Linked DNA regions of Mus musculus: region 1 is linked to region 2. The links are chromatin contacts, called in public ChIA-PET maps. All regions are on one chromosome and are shown on one strand. Each heading gives the region's core, a stretch centred on a gene start, on an enhancer-like site or on the middle of the called end of the contact. The rest is flanking DNA. Distances are from core to core; before and after follow the strand shown. Region 1 overlaps Ncbp1 (nuclear cap binding protein subunit 1). Region 2 holds the start of Anp32b (acidic (leucine-rich) nuclear phosphoprotein 32 family, member B).

Evidence for each region. ChIA-PET counts read pairs in DNA pulled down with a chosen protein or histone mark.
Region 1: an RNA polymerase II ChIA-PET map of memory CD8 T cells shows a contact between it and region 2, with 13 read pairs. The contact joins the enhancer-like site here to the promoter of Anp32b in region 2. A contact is called at or near these places in 14 of 39 promoter capture datasets (3T3-L1-derived adipocytes, the C10 cell line, the HPC-7 cell line and 9 more), 5 of 484 Hi-C or Micro-C datasets (CD4 T cells, the P5424 cell line, cortical neurons and 2 more), 2 of 115 datasets of contacts at active chromatin or transcription factors (effector CD8 T cells and memory CD8 T cells) and 2 of 9 other capture datasets (adipose tissue and pancreatic islet).

The regions. Positions count from the first base shown.
Region 1 is chr4:46,150,809-46,157,732 of GRCm38.p6, reverse strand. Ncbp1 (nuclear cap binding protein subunit 1) reads right to left here. Exons shown (of 23, transcript NM_001033201.3): 7 at 5,648-5,717; 8 at 4,608-4,823; 9 at 1,886-1,983; 10 at 910-973. Among named protein-coding and RNA genes, the nearest start is that of Ncbp1, 16 kb to the right of the region's middle. Within about 2 kb of position 5,637, at least 21 of the 459 cell types and tissues checked have an H3K27ac peak or open chromatin away from gene starts, as enhancers often do. A contact at or near this core is called in effector CD8 T cells and memory CD8 T cells, where this site is marked.
Region 2 is chr4:46,446,330-46,453,735 of GRCm38.p6, reverse strand. Anp32b (acidic (leucine-rich) nuclear phosphoprotein 32 family, member B) reads right to left here and starts at 2,810. Exons shown (of 7, transcript NM_130889.3): 1 at 2,387-2,810. The coding sequence starts at 2,440.

The DNA.
Region 1 (6,924 bases), core at 4,388-6,887, 300 kb after region 2:
ACTCCACGTCACCTACAAGGGAAAAGGAACTACCTTTAATTCGAGACCTACAACTGAATAACATGAACATCCCCCTTTCTACACCAAGAGTCTGCTAGAGGCAGGCTGCTGTGACCTACAGTGCTGACACAAATGCACAAGAGTCTATCCTTGAAGTCTCAGAGTTGACTGAGGGAGGCGCTACATCGAGGGGCTCAATCAGTGGAGCTGCATACCTGTGGGCAATGCAAACTCTTGGTGGACCAGAGATGGAGACAGCTGAGTGTCTATGCGGCTACTCACACCAGACCTCAGATCTTTTGGGGAGGTTATTTCCTACCCCTTCTTCCTAACACCCTAGTCTGCACTCTTTCCACTTAGTGGATGATGAATTCTACGCATTTTCAGATTTAAAAATAGTGTGGTGGCACATGCCTGAGTCCCAGCAACTCAGGAGAATAAGGCAGGAGGGCCATGAGTCCCGGATCAGGTTGGGTGATATGGTGACACCCAGTCTTTTGTATTTTGAGACAGGGTTTTTTCTGTGTACCCTTGCTGTCCTGTACTTCCTTTGTAGACCAGGCTGGTCAAAAAAAAAAAAAAAAAAAAAATCAAGAGATCCCCCTGCCTCTGCCTCCCAAGTGCTTGGAGTAAAGGCGTGTGGCACTTCAAAGAGAGAGAGAGAGAGAGAGAGAGAGAGAGAGAGAGAGAGAGAGAGAGAGAGAGAGAGAGAAAGATAAAGAGGCAGCTGAGGCTAGCAAGATGACCCAACAGGTAATGGCTCTGAGTCCCACTCTCCTTTCTTTCTTCCTTTCCTAGCAAGGCTGACTGAGAACCAAAGCTGCTGGCCACTTCCTTACCCCCTCTGTTCATTCTCAGAGCCCGATGAATACCGGGAAAGTGAGGCTCAGCACCCCATGGCATGCGTACCTCCACTATGTGGTAGTTCAAGGGGATCTTGTTCTTCCCTGGATAGCTCACCAGCTGGGCAGCGCTGTAAAAAGTGATGTAAGTTAGTAAGTCTACAAAGGTACATGAAACCCAACAGGCCTAAATATAGTGAACTGAGATGAAAAAATTCTCCGCTGTAATGTTCTAGTTATTTATTAACATGGCGTGAATTGTCTTACACACAAAATGGAAACAAAGTAATAATACCAGCACCTTCCAATCTACTGACCTAGGTGCTCCACTCCTAAATACATTTCTCCTCAAAGTCTAAGCCAAAACTTTCCAGCCCTATGAAAATTTATTAACACTTAGGTTTCTAAATGCTAGAAAACAGAAAAACAAAAACAAAAACAGATATAGTATGCTTTAATTTCCACACATCCAAATAAAACCAGCCTACTCTTCAATTGTAGCTTATTTGGTGTGTGTGGGTGTGTGTGTAGGACTGTTCAGAGGTCAAGAGTCCTGTCTTCTGCAAGTGCTTCTCACTACATCTGGGCTTCAGGGACTGGAGAGATGGCTCAGCAGTTAAGAGGACTGGCTGCTCTTCCAGAGGACCCAGGCTCCACTCCAGCACCCACTTGGCAGCTCACAACGGTCTGTAACCCCATTTCCAGATGATTCAAAGCTCTCTTATGGCCTTTGAGAGCACCGGATGCACATCTGGTATACAGCTATACATGCATGGAAAATACCCATACACATAGAAAAATATTTCAAACAAAATACCTGGGGTGCGCAGGCTGGCCTGACTGGTGGGACAGCAGCCTCTGGGGACACTCCTGCATCAGTGTTTCCAGAACTGAGCTAACGCTGAGTGCCCACACCTGACTGTTACGTGGGTACCTCAACGCTGGGCCTCATGCTTGCTAGGCTATCTCAACACATAGTCTATTCTTATGAAAGAACCACGGTGCCTTCCTACCCCCTTTAGAGTACTGCAGAGGGACCTTACCAAGTCTTCCTTTCCTTCCAGTAGGACTTGATGATGCAGTGAAGATTCTCCTCGATGACAAACCTCTCCACCGAATGGCTCCCTGGCATAACAGGGCCCTGGAAAAAAGATCAAGTGTACTCACACGCACAACCACAAAACAGATTTCTTTCATTTATTCAATAAACACTTGCGACTGTTGTGCTAAATAACTACCACAGATCGAGTGTATAGTGCTCCTGAGATATCTGTAATGACACCAGAACCATTTTACAATTTTATTTAAAAAGCTCCATCACTGTCTGTATGTCGTCCATCTATCATCTATCCATGCATTGTGTATGGGTGTGTGCCATGGTGCTCTGGTGGAGAGCAGAGAACACTTGTGGGTAACTGGCTCTCTTTCCTATGGGGGTCTGGCAACAATGATGGAGCTCTGGGGTCAGGTTTCATGGCCCATGCTTTTATCCACGGAAGCATCACCCACTCTCTAAATTTAATAAACACTTGTAAAAGACACTATCAAAGTAACAAGAGTATGTTATTTTGAGGTAACTGTTTTGGAGTATTTATACTGTGACAGAGGAAGGACAGGCAGTGTACAGCAACAGAAGGAAATGTAATTAGCACAGGAGAAATACATACTGAGGTCAAATTCTTGTTTCCTTCACCTCAACTAGTAATTAACTGATCACAAAGACTAAATGGCATGAATATAAACTAGATTTTTCAGTTGATAAACCTAATTAGGTCATCATATAATTTTGAATCAAAGTGCTTTCTTATTATTTAATATAGCAGACTTGGCAATCAAGTCCCCCAGCATTCAGGGGAGGCATTAAACTGATCTGTGTGAGGTTAAATGATCCTGACCCAGCCCTTCCCGCTACTGCTTCAGGCTGATCCAGGGAGAAGTTGGCTGTGAGCTTCGGAAGGAGGCATTTGGAATCTCGGCTCTATATTTGTTTGTATTCTTTTCTTTAAAAAAAAATTAAGAAAAATAAACAACAACAAAATCAAAACCAAACCAAACCAAAGGTCCTGTGTAGTGGCACGTCTTACAAAGACAGCTGGTTTTGATTACATATACTTGATATTTCACTTGTGCCAACAACACAGACTTGAAAGTGCCCCTCTTGGAATACCTTTGTTCTCCAAGAATTTGGTGCATGAAACTCATGTGACACAGGTCACCAGAGAAGCAGAGCCAGGCCCAGCACCTTATGGTACACAGGCTGCTCGTTCACAAACCCGCACCCTGACAAGCCTACTGGGCTGGGGCTGAGGCTGATCTGCCACATGCGAGCAGGGCGGAGCACGCAGCAGGTCTGCTACCTTAAGCTTCTCTCCAGAAACAATCTAGTAGTCACCTGCTTGCTGCCTGCTCCCAAGGCAGACATACACACTGAGATACAAATAATGAGTATGTGCGTAAATATTAATTTTTAAATCAAATATCACAAAAAATCTTGTTTTTCTATTAAAGAGTTGCCAACAATTTAGCGTCATAATAAAAAACATAAAAAGTATTGTAAAACTAGAATGTTAACTTGGAGGCTGATGAAAATACTTTTAAAAATTGTACAATACGAATAGTGTAAACTGAGTTGTTTAAAAATATTGACAATTTAGAAAAGGAAGCTTTTTTCTTTTTTTAATATTAACAATAGCTAAATAGGACTGAGATGTAGCTTGGTCAGTAGCTTGCTTAGCATGCACGAAGCCCTGGGTTCAATTCTTAGCAACAAGTAAGACTGGGTGTGGTGGGGAATGTTTGTAATCGGCAGAGGCAGAGGCAGAGAGGCAGAGGCAGAGGCAAGGTCACAAGTTAAAGACCATCCTCAAGTGCAATAGCAAACACAATGCTATGAGGGACCCTTTCTCAGGGGAAAAGCTGAAACAGGCAGCACAATGGTTCACGAGTACTGTCTCAGAATTCAAGAGGCCAAGGCAGGAGGATAGTCACAATGAAGACGGACTGGGCTGCAGAGAGACATACACTAAACGTTGACTAAACATGGTGCCCGGGAGATGGCTCAGTGGAAGCACCCCCAGACCAGGTGGCATGTACCTCTATCCCCAGCATTGTGGGAACCTCAAGATAGGGAGATTTGTAGGGCTTAGGAGCCATTCAGTGTAGCTACAATGGTGGGCTCCAGGTTCTTTGAAAGACCTTGCCAACCCATCCCGCAAAGGCGAAGAGCAATGACTGGCAGCTGGAGCCAACCTCTGGCTACCCCAAGCACACAACACACCCCTACCCTACAGCTAAAACTGAGCCCTCACTAGAAGAGTCATTGTTCAAGGTATCTTACATGTGATAATAATTTAACCTGCCTAGAGATACAAGGACAAGGCAAAAGAAGGAAATTACTCCCATGTGGGCCCAGGTAGTATTTGCATGAAAATGCTAGCTAACTTGACTCTCAACTTAACCCTCTAGACTGTTAAAACAATGAGATATAAGTTTGCTGAATTAAAACACTAAATTGATTTCCAATCTTCTTATGTTACAAAAACAAAAACAAAAACCTGAAGTTTCAAAGGTAATTTCAGAGCTGGGCAAAGTGGTACAAGTCTGTAATCCCAGCTCCTGAAAGGCTGAGATCCGAGAATTTGTAAACTCAAAGCCAATCTGGATTCCAGAGAAAGAACCCTGTCTCAAAATATTAGTCAAAGGAAACGAAGTCACAAGTGCAGCTTCAGGCCAGGCTTTCCCTGGAGGTGTCCGGCACTCACGTACTTCTGGGTCGTCTGTGTAGTCAAACATCCTGAAGATGACCCTGGGCATCGGGTACACGGAGTCCTCTGTGTGGGGCGGCGGTGTGAAAGGAGGCAGGTTGTGCTGCAGAGCTTCACAGAGGATGCTGTCAAAGGCAAGGTAGGGTCTTAGGATGTGCCTCTCCTGCCACCGGTCTTTTTTCAATTTCTGAATCTGGGCCCACAGGCAATCTAAATACTAAAAAGAGATTTTAATGTTTAATAGATACATTTTGGCTAAACAATACAGAAAAGCCTACCATCTAATGCACAGCAAAGTGAACTAGTTTAGTATTTCATACAGTAGTAAGGAATGGTATTAAGTTTCTGTTTTTATTTAAAATCTTAAATTACATTAATGTGCACACACTTGCTACAGAGTCACATGTAGGTCAGAGGACAGCTCCTGTCAGGTGTTGCTCTCCCTTTGTAGTCCCCAGCTCTATCTCAGGCCACCCTCAACCTACTGAGCAGACTCACTCTCCTGTAGCCCCCAGCTCTCTCTCGGGCCGTCCTCAACTACTGAGCAGGCCCACTGTCCTTTCTACTGAAGCAGTTTGTTTTCAGAAGCACACCTGGAGTTGTTACTTGAGTATTTCGATATAAAACTTGTCAAGTCTTTGGAAATTGGTATTCTAAAAAGCAAGGGGCTGTTTCAATTACATTCTAACATCTACTAACTAGCCCCTCTATGCTTCAGACTCTGAGGAAATGAACTCCTTGCTCAAGTATTTAGAAACCCAGCTAAGACGTACAAGTACAACAGGCTGAACATTGTCTGAGGTTGTAGTTTTACTCATTTGTGCAGCACACAATCCACAGAGCACATACGAGCTCAGAGGAAAACCTTTAGGAATCAGGTTCCTTCTTCCACAGTGTGGGTCCTGGGAACCCAGTGCCGGGCCAGGTTGGCGGCAGCACCTTGACCCACCGAGCCATGTCACTGACTCAGTTTAAGCACGTTACAGAGGTAAGAATCTACTCAAGAACTAGGTTTACATTACAAGATGGAAATCAGTTCACCTCTTCCTGTGGATGTGGTTTGTCGGCAGTCCAGACTTGTAACATGGGCACGTGAGTCTTCTGGCGTCTTCTAAAGATAAAAGGAAAGTCTACACTTAGGATTTAAAACGTAAAAGCCATTCAATGGTTCTCGTGATTGACTAAAACAATGAAAAACATTTCTGTCCATCAGATCAGCAGATTAACATTTTTGATAATGGCTTACAGATCATCAGGATATAGGTATTTCTGTATCTCAAACACTGATGGCAAATCTGACGATGTCTGTCAAAATCTCAACTGTTCTGAATGTTTACCCAACAATGTCATTTCCATGAATTCATATCCCCATAAATACAGCTGCAAATATATGTGCACACATATACACAAGAATATTCCCATCTTGTTTATCGTACCAGGAACCTGCACAGAATAAATATCCACATAGTGTGGACTAATAAAGAGAAATTATGTCCTATTTCAAAAAAATAATAATAATACTGTTAATAAACCCAATCAGATGGAACCATGTGCTTTTATATAACTGCAAAGAAAAAAGCATGGAAATAAGTGCATATGCATGCAAGTAAGTGTTCACACACTGTGTTACTGACATCTGTGTAAGATCAGCATGTGTCTCCACAGTCACATTTACATGCACACAGATATGTAAAAAAAGTCTTTAGATGTCATGTTCATTTGCACCAAACAAAGCAATGTTAACGGTATTCAAAGAAGTATGACAGAAGTCGGTCTATGGAAGCCGAAGGAGCTCAGGGCCATTCACTGTCTAATGACATAATTGGTGTGAACTAACTAGGGACGCTCACTAATAAGGCCCATTGTTTGATTGGACCTAATAAAATAAAGCTTGTTTTTCACACTGGCCTGGGGAAGGGCTTGGCTTAGAATTAACATGTATGAAATAAAACTGTGCCAGGGCAGTGCTCCTATTCAGAACACATCAGTAACATGTCTGAACTTCTGCCAGTCAACTCAGTAGCCTAGCAGAGGGGTAACTTTGAGCCACAGGTGACTCTGAGCTTACGAACACTAGAACTCTAGCTAGAGGAGCTGTTATACTGCAGTGTTCTATCATGACCATATGAAAACAGCTTAAAAGACTCGTTACCAACTTGTCGCTCTAACAAAGTACTGAGGTCTTAGTGAGTTATGGCAGCAGGAGAATGAAATTAAATGAACATTTTCTATAACCTGATGGTTCTGTTTTGTTTTTTAAAAGTGGAAATGAAGTGGTGTTATTGCCAACAGAGAACTTAAGGCATTTATTGCATCAA
Region 2 (7,406 bases), core at 1,561-4,060:
CACAAGTCTGTAGTGTCCTAAGGCTCACTCAACCCATCAGTTCTAAGTACCAAAGGTCTCTGCAGTGTGTTCTAGGCTATTACAGCATACAAAGAGCTGAGGGTTCTGTTTTTGAGGCAAGGACACACCGCAGGACCCGGCTGGCCTCATACTGACTGAGATCTGCCTGCCTCTGCCTCCTGAGTACTGAATCAGAGCACCAGCACGCTCAAGAAGAATGAGTTCATTTAAAAAGCACCATCTTGGTTGAAACTTCTCATTTGCCTATGACACTGCATGCAAAACACAAGACCCCCCCCAAATTTCCAGGTGTGATGGTACCAGTACTCAGGAGGCTAGGGCAGAGGGATAGCAAGTTAGAAGTCAGCATAGACTTCGTACTGCTTGAAAGACCCTGTCTCAAACAAATAAAAAACAAAAACCTGCAGCAATTTTCCCTTCAACTCCTCCAGTTTGGGGTTCAAAGTTTTTTCTAAATAAGCATCTACCAATGGCCTGGCTCCCTCTAAGTAGCTTGCCCTCCACATCCTCATACTCTTGGTGGCTATCTCAAAAGGACACTTACTCAAGGACCCTCTAATCTGCCAAGGTACAAAAAGGAGGTAGCGTGCCCTCCCAAGTCCGAGGACCAGGAGGGCAGGGGACACTCGTTTCCGCAGGTTTGTCGGGCCCTGCCATACTGTAAGCTGAAAACGCAATAAATCAGTGGTTCAAGAGAACAAGGGGGCCCAGTGCTTTCTCCATCAACCACTTGTTGCTTGTGGGCGCTTTAAAAGTGTAGTCCCTAATTCACGTCTAATTCCATGGCTCTGGCCAGACGTAGTCAAGAGGATTTAAGGTGAAAATGAGTACTCTACCTAAATTTAGTTACTTCCTACTCTATTGATTTTTGTGGCTGACTAGAGTGAAAAGCTCAAGGCATGAACTCATCGTTTCAAGTTCAAGGAAGAAGATGGTCTAACAACTCAATTTCCCAGCACGTGGTGGGCACAAAATGTCTGACGGAGGGATGGAAGGGACACGTGCCGGTGAAATGTTCAGGGCCCCGGGAACAGGGACACCACCCAATCAGTCCTCAGGGACCGCCCCACACTTCTGCGGGGCCGACCTCAAGGCCTGTGGCAGGCCTTTCCAAACACAAAGCCTCGGGCACGCCACCGCCACAAGTTCCCAACTTGTTAGCCATAGTCACCTGAGGGCGCCAGCCCAGGCCGCCTGTCCCGCTCGACCTCGTGGGCCCAGGGTCGAGCCCACGCGCGCCGCAGCGCACGAGAGCGGCGTCGGGCCCGCGGCCTGCGCACAGCCGGCCGCAGAGGCCGCCGCGTGGAGCACGTGCGGGGCCCAGGCCGCCCCAGCCCCGCGTCGGCCACCGTTGCCCTTTTAAGAAGGGGGAGGGCGCCCGCGAGGGGACGAGGCGGCGGTGGCCGAGCGCCGCGCTTCCAGTGCGCGCGGAGACGAGCCCCGCGGGGCGGGGGCAGCCCGGGGACCGACAGGCAGCGCGAGGGCGGCCGGCTCACCCGGCGGAGGAAGACGGCGCCCGCCAACATGGCGCTGTGGCGCGCCCCGGCTGGCGCGCGGAGCCGCCGGCCGCCCACACCGAGGGGCCGGCCTCCCTCTCGGGCAAGGCCCCGGGCGGCGGCGCGGGGGAGGGCGAAGCCACCGCGGCGGTGACGGTGCCGGGCCGGCTGGCCCGGGGAGCCCGCGTGGGCAAGGCCGAGGGCGAAGGCGAGCCGGGCAAAGGAGGGGCAAAGTTGGATTTTTTTAGGCTTGAAAAAATGGCGGGAAGCGCATCCTTTTTTCAAACTTGGCCTCGGGAGGGGCGGCGGTTGCGCCACCTCCGCCGCCAGGCCCGCCCCTCCCCCGTTCCGCGCCAGGCCGCGCCCGAGGGGGGCTCCGCGCCCCCCTCAGGGACCCGAACACCCTCCTCGGCGGCGAGGCCCTGTCGGCCGCGGGGCGCATGGAACCCGGCCCGGCCCCGCGGCGGGCCTGGCGGCGGCGCGGCGCCTCGGCAGGCCCGGCCTCCGCCCGGCCGCGCATCCCGGGAGGCTGCAAACATGGCTCCCAGCGTTACACAACCCCCGCGCCCGCCCTCGCCGCCGGCCACACGCGCGAGCGCTCCCTCCGGGAGAGGACCGGGCGGGCGAGCGGCTCAAAGTTTGCTTCTCCACCCGCCGTCCTCCCCGTGGCCGCGGGGGCCCGCGGGCGCCAAAGAGTTAAAGCCCGCGCGCTCGCTCCCCCCTCCGCGCCTTCCGCCCGCCTTCCCTGTCCCCGTCCGAGCTGCGAGCAGCGCCTTCCCCGCGCCGCGGCCGGAGCCCGGTGGCCCGCAGGTGGCCACCATTACTTGCAAGTCATCGGGGGGCGCGGGCGCCCGAGGGGTTCTGCTTACGGCTGCCGGGGTCCGGTTCCTCAGCTCCAGGTGGATCCTCCTCTTCATATCCATGTTCCCCTCGTCCCCCCTCTCCAAACTTAACTTTCCGCGGCGGGGGCGGAGGGGGGAGAGGCGACCCGGCCTGCGCGGCGAGGGCCGTCGGAGGGAGGCGGCTGGAGGAGGCGGCGGCGTGGTCCCCGGGCGGCGTGCGGGCGTGCGGGCGAGCGGAGCCCCCGGAGCCAAGTTACTCGCGGGAGCGGAGAGAAACCATGGAGGGAAAAGGGGGCTGGAGCGCGGCTCTGGCCTCACTACCGCCGCCCCCGGCCAAGGCCCCGCACTGCGCTTAAACCGGCGACGCGACGCGGCGGCTGCTCGGCTCCACTCGGCCCTGCGCGGCGCCGCTCGGCTCGGGAGCCCGGGCTGCAGCGCGGACTTGGGAGGCGCACGGAGGGCGGGGCGGGACCCGCCTTAAGCTCAGCCCGGACTGCGGCGCCGCCTCCCGGGTCGCGCGCGCCTCCTGGCCCTCGGGTCGCACGTGGGCTGGCTGATGTAAGACCTTCCGGTGCCGGGACCCCCGCCCCCACCCCCACCGGCACCCGCGCTCTCCTGGAGGTCGACGGGCAGGCTCAGCCTCGCGCCTTCTTCCGGGCTCTCCCGGACCCAATTTCGCCTGAGCCTTCGGGCGCCCTCAGAGGCTGTGGCTTTGGGGTTCACCCTGTTCCTCCCAGTTTTGAGGCCCATAGCCCGACCTCGCTGCCTTTAGGTCCAGTGATGTTAGAAGTGCCATCGAGGACCCTGGTGAGGCTGTGCTCGCTTCCCCGCCGTGTTGTACTAAAACATCAGCAGGGGCAGGCAGCTCCAGCCTCTTGCCCAAGCCACGCCGCATCTGAGCATCCCCAGTTCAGGAAACTTTCCCCTTGGCACGTGTTTGTTTTTAAAAATAAAAAATTTAATATACTTTAGAACTTTATCAGTACTTAAACTACAAACTAGCCAAGGAGACAGAAAACAACTATACATAAACACTGTTTTTAAACATGTGAGCCACTAGTGAAGGAAACCATTAGTAATTTTAATGACGCCTCAGTCCCCACCTTCTGACTTTTATCTCTTGGGGCACCCGTGGAAGATGTATACATTCTTGGTCACCATTAAGTTGAGTCCTGGGTTGGCAGCCTTTGTCAAAGTCTAATTTTAAGGGTCCCTGGATTTAAAGCACACGGCGTTGTGTTAAATGAGGAGCCTACCTCTGATATTAACCAGAGGCACTAAAGATTACTGTTTACTGGAGAAAAACATCATCTAGGTATTACCCTAAGATTTTAGTGCAAGAAGCCTCTTCCTATCATCCCATTTTGCCTTAGAGGCCCAAACTTTTAAATGATTATATATCAGATTCAGAAATAATAATTCAAGAGAAAAGAAGATGTGTAGGTTATGGGGGAAAGGTGAATAGTTATAGGTGTAGATTCACTCATAATTCCGTGGTAGTCTGGAAGGCTAAGACAGGAGAATGTGGGGAAAGGAAGGGAGTGCTGTGCTCCTTGTCACAAAAGATCTCCAACTATTACCTGATAGGCTTCACTGAGCTATGCAAAAAGCTTTTCAAAAAAAAAAAAAAAAAATCTACTGAAGCGCTTCCATAATCAATCACCGAGCATTGGCTTTTAAGAGCTTGCGCTGTTATGTCCCATTTAACTTTCAGGCAACCCCTATGAAGTTGGTGATATCTTAATTGAAAAAAAATGAGGAATTAAGGTTTAATCATCACCAGTAGCCCAACAAAGTTAAGCTTTATAGGTCTGGTTCAAATCTGCCATATTTTTGCTCCACCCTGGTCTAGAGTGAGTCACCGTTGGGGACTCTTACTTTGGTACACTGGATGGAAAACAGTTGAGGGCCCTATGAGAACAGGTAGCCCACAGGTGGTGTCATGTGCTGTTGGTGGCAGGTATGGTCTGCGAGAGAGGAGTAGTCTGGTAACTCCCAAGGATGGTGGGATTGATCCTAGCTAGTATGTTGAGACTGTTATCTTTCCCATGGTAAACAGTCTACAGGATGAATGTATGTTTAATAAGATTAAGCTACAGAGTAGTTAATAAGCACAGCCACAGCATGCAACAACAACAAAAAAGAAGGCCAGAGAGTCAGAGGAAGAGCGACTACAGACAGGGCACTGTGCCTTCCTGCACAGTCGGTGCTGGCATGCACCTCTGAACAAAGAGCATGTGTCCCAGTGACATGCTGCTTTGTCAGGGGCTTCACTGCCAGAGGCATAAATAACACAGGCAGCACAGGGTGTGTCTCATCGCCCTACCAACGTCTACAGGACTCTCAGTCCAAGGGCCTGAAGGGGCTGTTGTCACAGGGCCTGGTGTTAAATATTGCTGTGCTTAATGTCACTGTCACTAATGGATCTGTGTGAGGAAGAGGGACAGTATGCAGTCGTATCCAACCTGCAGTCGTCCATGAGTTCATGGTTTGAGCTATAGTTGGAAGGAAGTGCGGGACAGTGAGGACATTCTGGTCTGTCAGGGGCGGCTGTGCAAGTGGGTCTCCTTCCTGCCACTTCCTCCATGCTAATGCCCACGCACAGGACACAGTAAGGCTGACACTGTCAGGCTGGGCACTTCTTTATCTTAAAGCCACCTGTGCATCAGAATGTGTGTGAATTCCAGCAAACTCAAAAACGTTGGAGAGCAATACTGAGACTTGGTAACTTTTTGGACCTGTTCCTCACTTCAGATTGGCAGATAACCCAAGCCTACCTTCTACAAACACTGGGAGGAAACAGCACCATTCAGGGCTGACAAGAGGGCCAAAATGGTAGAAGGCGCGACCTGAATCCTCACAGGTTGTTCTCTGACCTCCACACACATGCTCTGCTGCACCCATGTGCATTCAGACTCACACCCTCACACACACACACTAACGTGCAATAAAGTTGTTAGAGAAGTCATTACTCTCTAAATACCAAATACCTCTATGTCCCCCATGCACATTAGGTAAGAACAAGGCTCCCATCCCCCTCTTTTTGTCATATTTTGGGTTTCATGTAGCCATGGCTGGCCTCAAACTCACTATACAGCCTAGGATGATCCTAAATTGCAGATCTTCCTGCTTCTATCTCTCACACGTTGAGCTCACAGGTGTGTCTCCCCTTATTCCTACCACACAGTGTAGGACAAAAGATAACTGTGAGAAGATCACACTTCCATGTACCCAGTTAGAGGTCGGTGGTAACAAGAAGTAATTCATGGGGATCGAACTCAGGGCCTGTGGAGGAGCAGTCGATGCTCTCAGTTCCTGAGCCCAGTGGTGGCACACGCCTTTAATCCCAGCACATAGGAGGCAGAGGCAGGCAGATTTCTGAGTTTGAGGCCAGCCTGGTCTACAGAGTAATTGCCAGGACAGCCAGGCCTACACAGAGAAACTTTGTCTCGAAAAACCAAAAAAAGAAAAAAGAAAAGAGGTCGGTAGTAGAGCCTAGCATGTATGTGGCCTGGGTTTAATCCCCAAAATCTCACTGGAAAAAGGAGGGAGGGAGGGGAAAGGGAAAGGGGCAGGAGGGTGGGAATAACAGCTACACACTTCCAGATACTTATGGTGAGGAGGAGCTTGGGGGCCAACTTCAGAGCATAGCAGTTCCTTTGCAATGTGTAAATGTGCATGTTGCAATTGATGTGGGATGTACTAAGAGCTAGGCAGCTTAGGCTGTGAGAAAAGGGAACACAAACAGGTGTTAAGAACTAGTCTGAAGCCAGCCTGGTCTAAGAGCACGTTTTAAGACAGCCAGGGCTACACAGGAGAAAGCCTGTCTTGAAAAACAGAGCCACCTCTCCCACCCATCTCTCCATATCTCTGTCTCTGTGTGTGTGTGTGTGTGTGTGTGTGTGTGTGTGTGTGTGTGTAGAGAGAGAGAGAGAGACAGACAGACAGACAGACAGACAGACGGATGGATGGATAGACAGAAAGAGAGAGAGAGAGAGAGAGAGAGAGATCCTATTACTTACCAAAAGGTAAAAACATAAGAGGGAGGGTGGCCAAAGTACAGAACAGACAGCCTCATCCCACTCTAGGGCCCTCGTAGAGGGAAGCAGGTTCCTTTCTGGAGAGTGAAGTCTAATGAGTAAGTGCTGTCCTTGTAGTGGAGACATTTGCACACATTGCTCCTCTGTCCCAGCTACAGATCCCTGAGACCTTTTGCTTTTTGTGGGGCTTGGGAAATGGGTGGTGAAGCCAAGTGGGTTTGCTGGCAGCTGTTAGAGGCCAGATCTCTCTGTTGTTGAGGGTTCACTGTGGTTATTATTATCACTTTGATCCACGAGTCCTCACACCTATTTCTGAAAAATCGTGTCATCCCCATTCCCCCTTTAAAACTTACATAAAGTTATGCATAATAGCACATCTCTCTAATTCCAGGGGCAGGTTACAGACCAAGCCATTTCAAGGCCATACAGGTTTACATAGTGAGACTCTGTCACCAAAACCAAAGAAACTTAACCTGGTGGTGCACAATTTTAAAGTCCAGCACTCTGGAGGAAGAGGCAGGCAGGTAGAACTCAGTGAATTTAAGACCGGCTCTACTCTACATAGCATGTTCCAGACCATCCAGGACTACACAGTGAAACACTGTCTAAATAAATAATAATGTATTTATATTTTATTGTATATGTCTATATGTATAAGGGGTAAAAGCAAAAATTAAAAACAAAAATCAGCCAGGCCAGGCAGTGGTAGCATCTGACTTTAATCCCAGCACTTGAGAGGCAGAGGCAGAGGCAATCTCTGGGAGTTCCAGGCCAGCCTGGTCTACAGAGCAAGTTCACACACACACACACACACACACACACACACACACACACACACGAGAGAGAGAGAGAGAGAGAGAGAGAGAGAGAGGATCGAGAGAGAGAGAGAGAGAGAGAGGATCATCAGCTATGTATAAAGAGGCCTGCGCTTGTACTCTGAGCACTAGAGAAGCAGAGGCAGGAGAATACCAAGTGTTACAGCCTGGACGATTTTAGTAAAACTATCC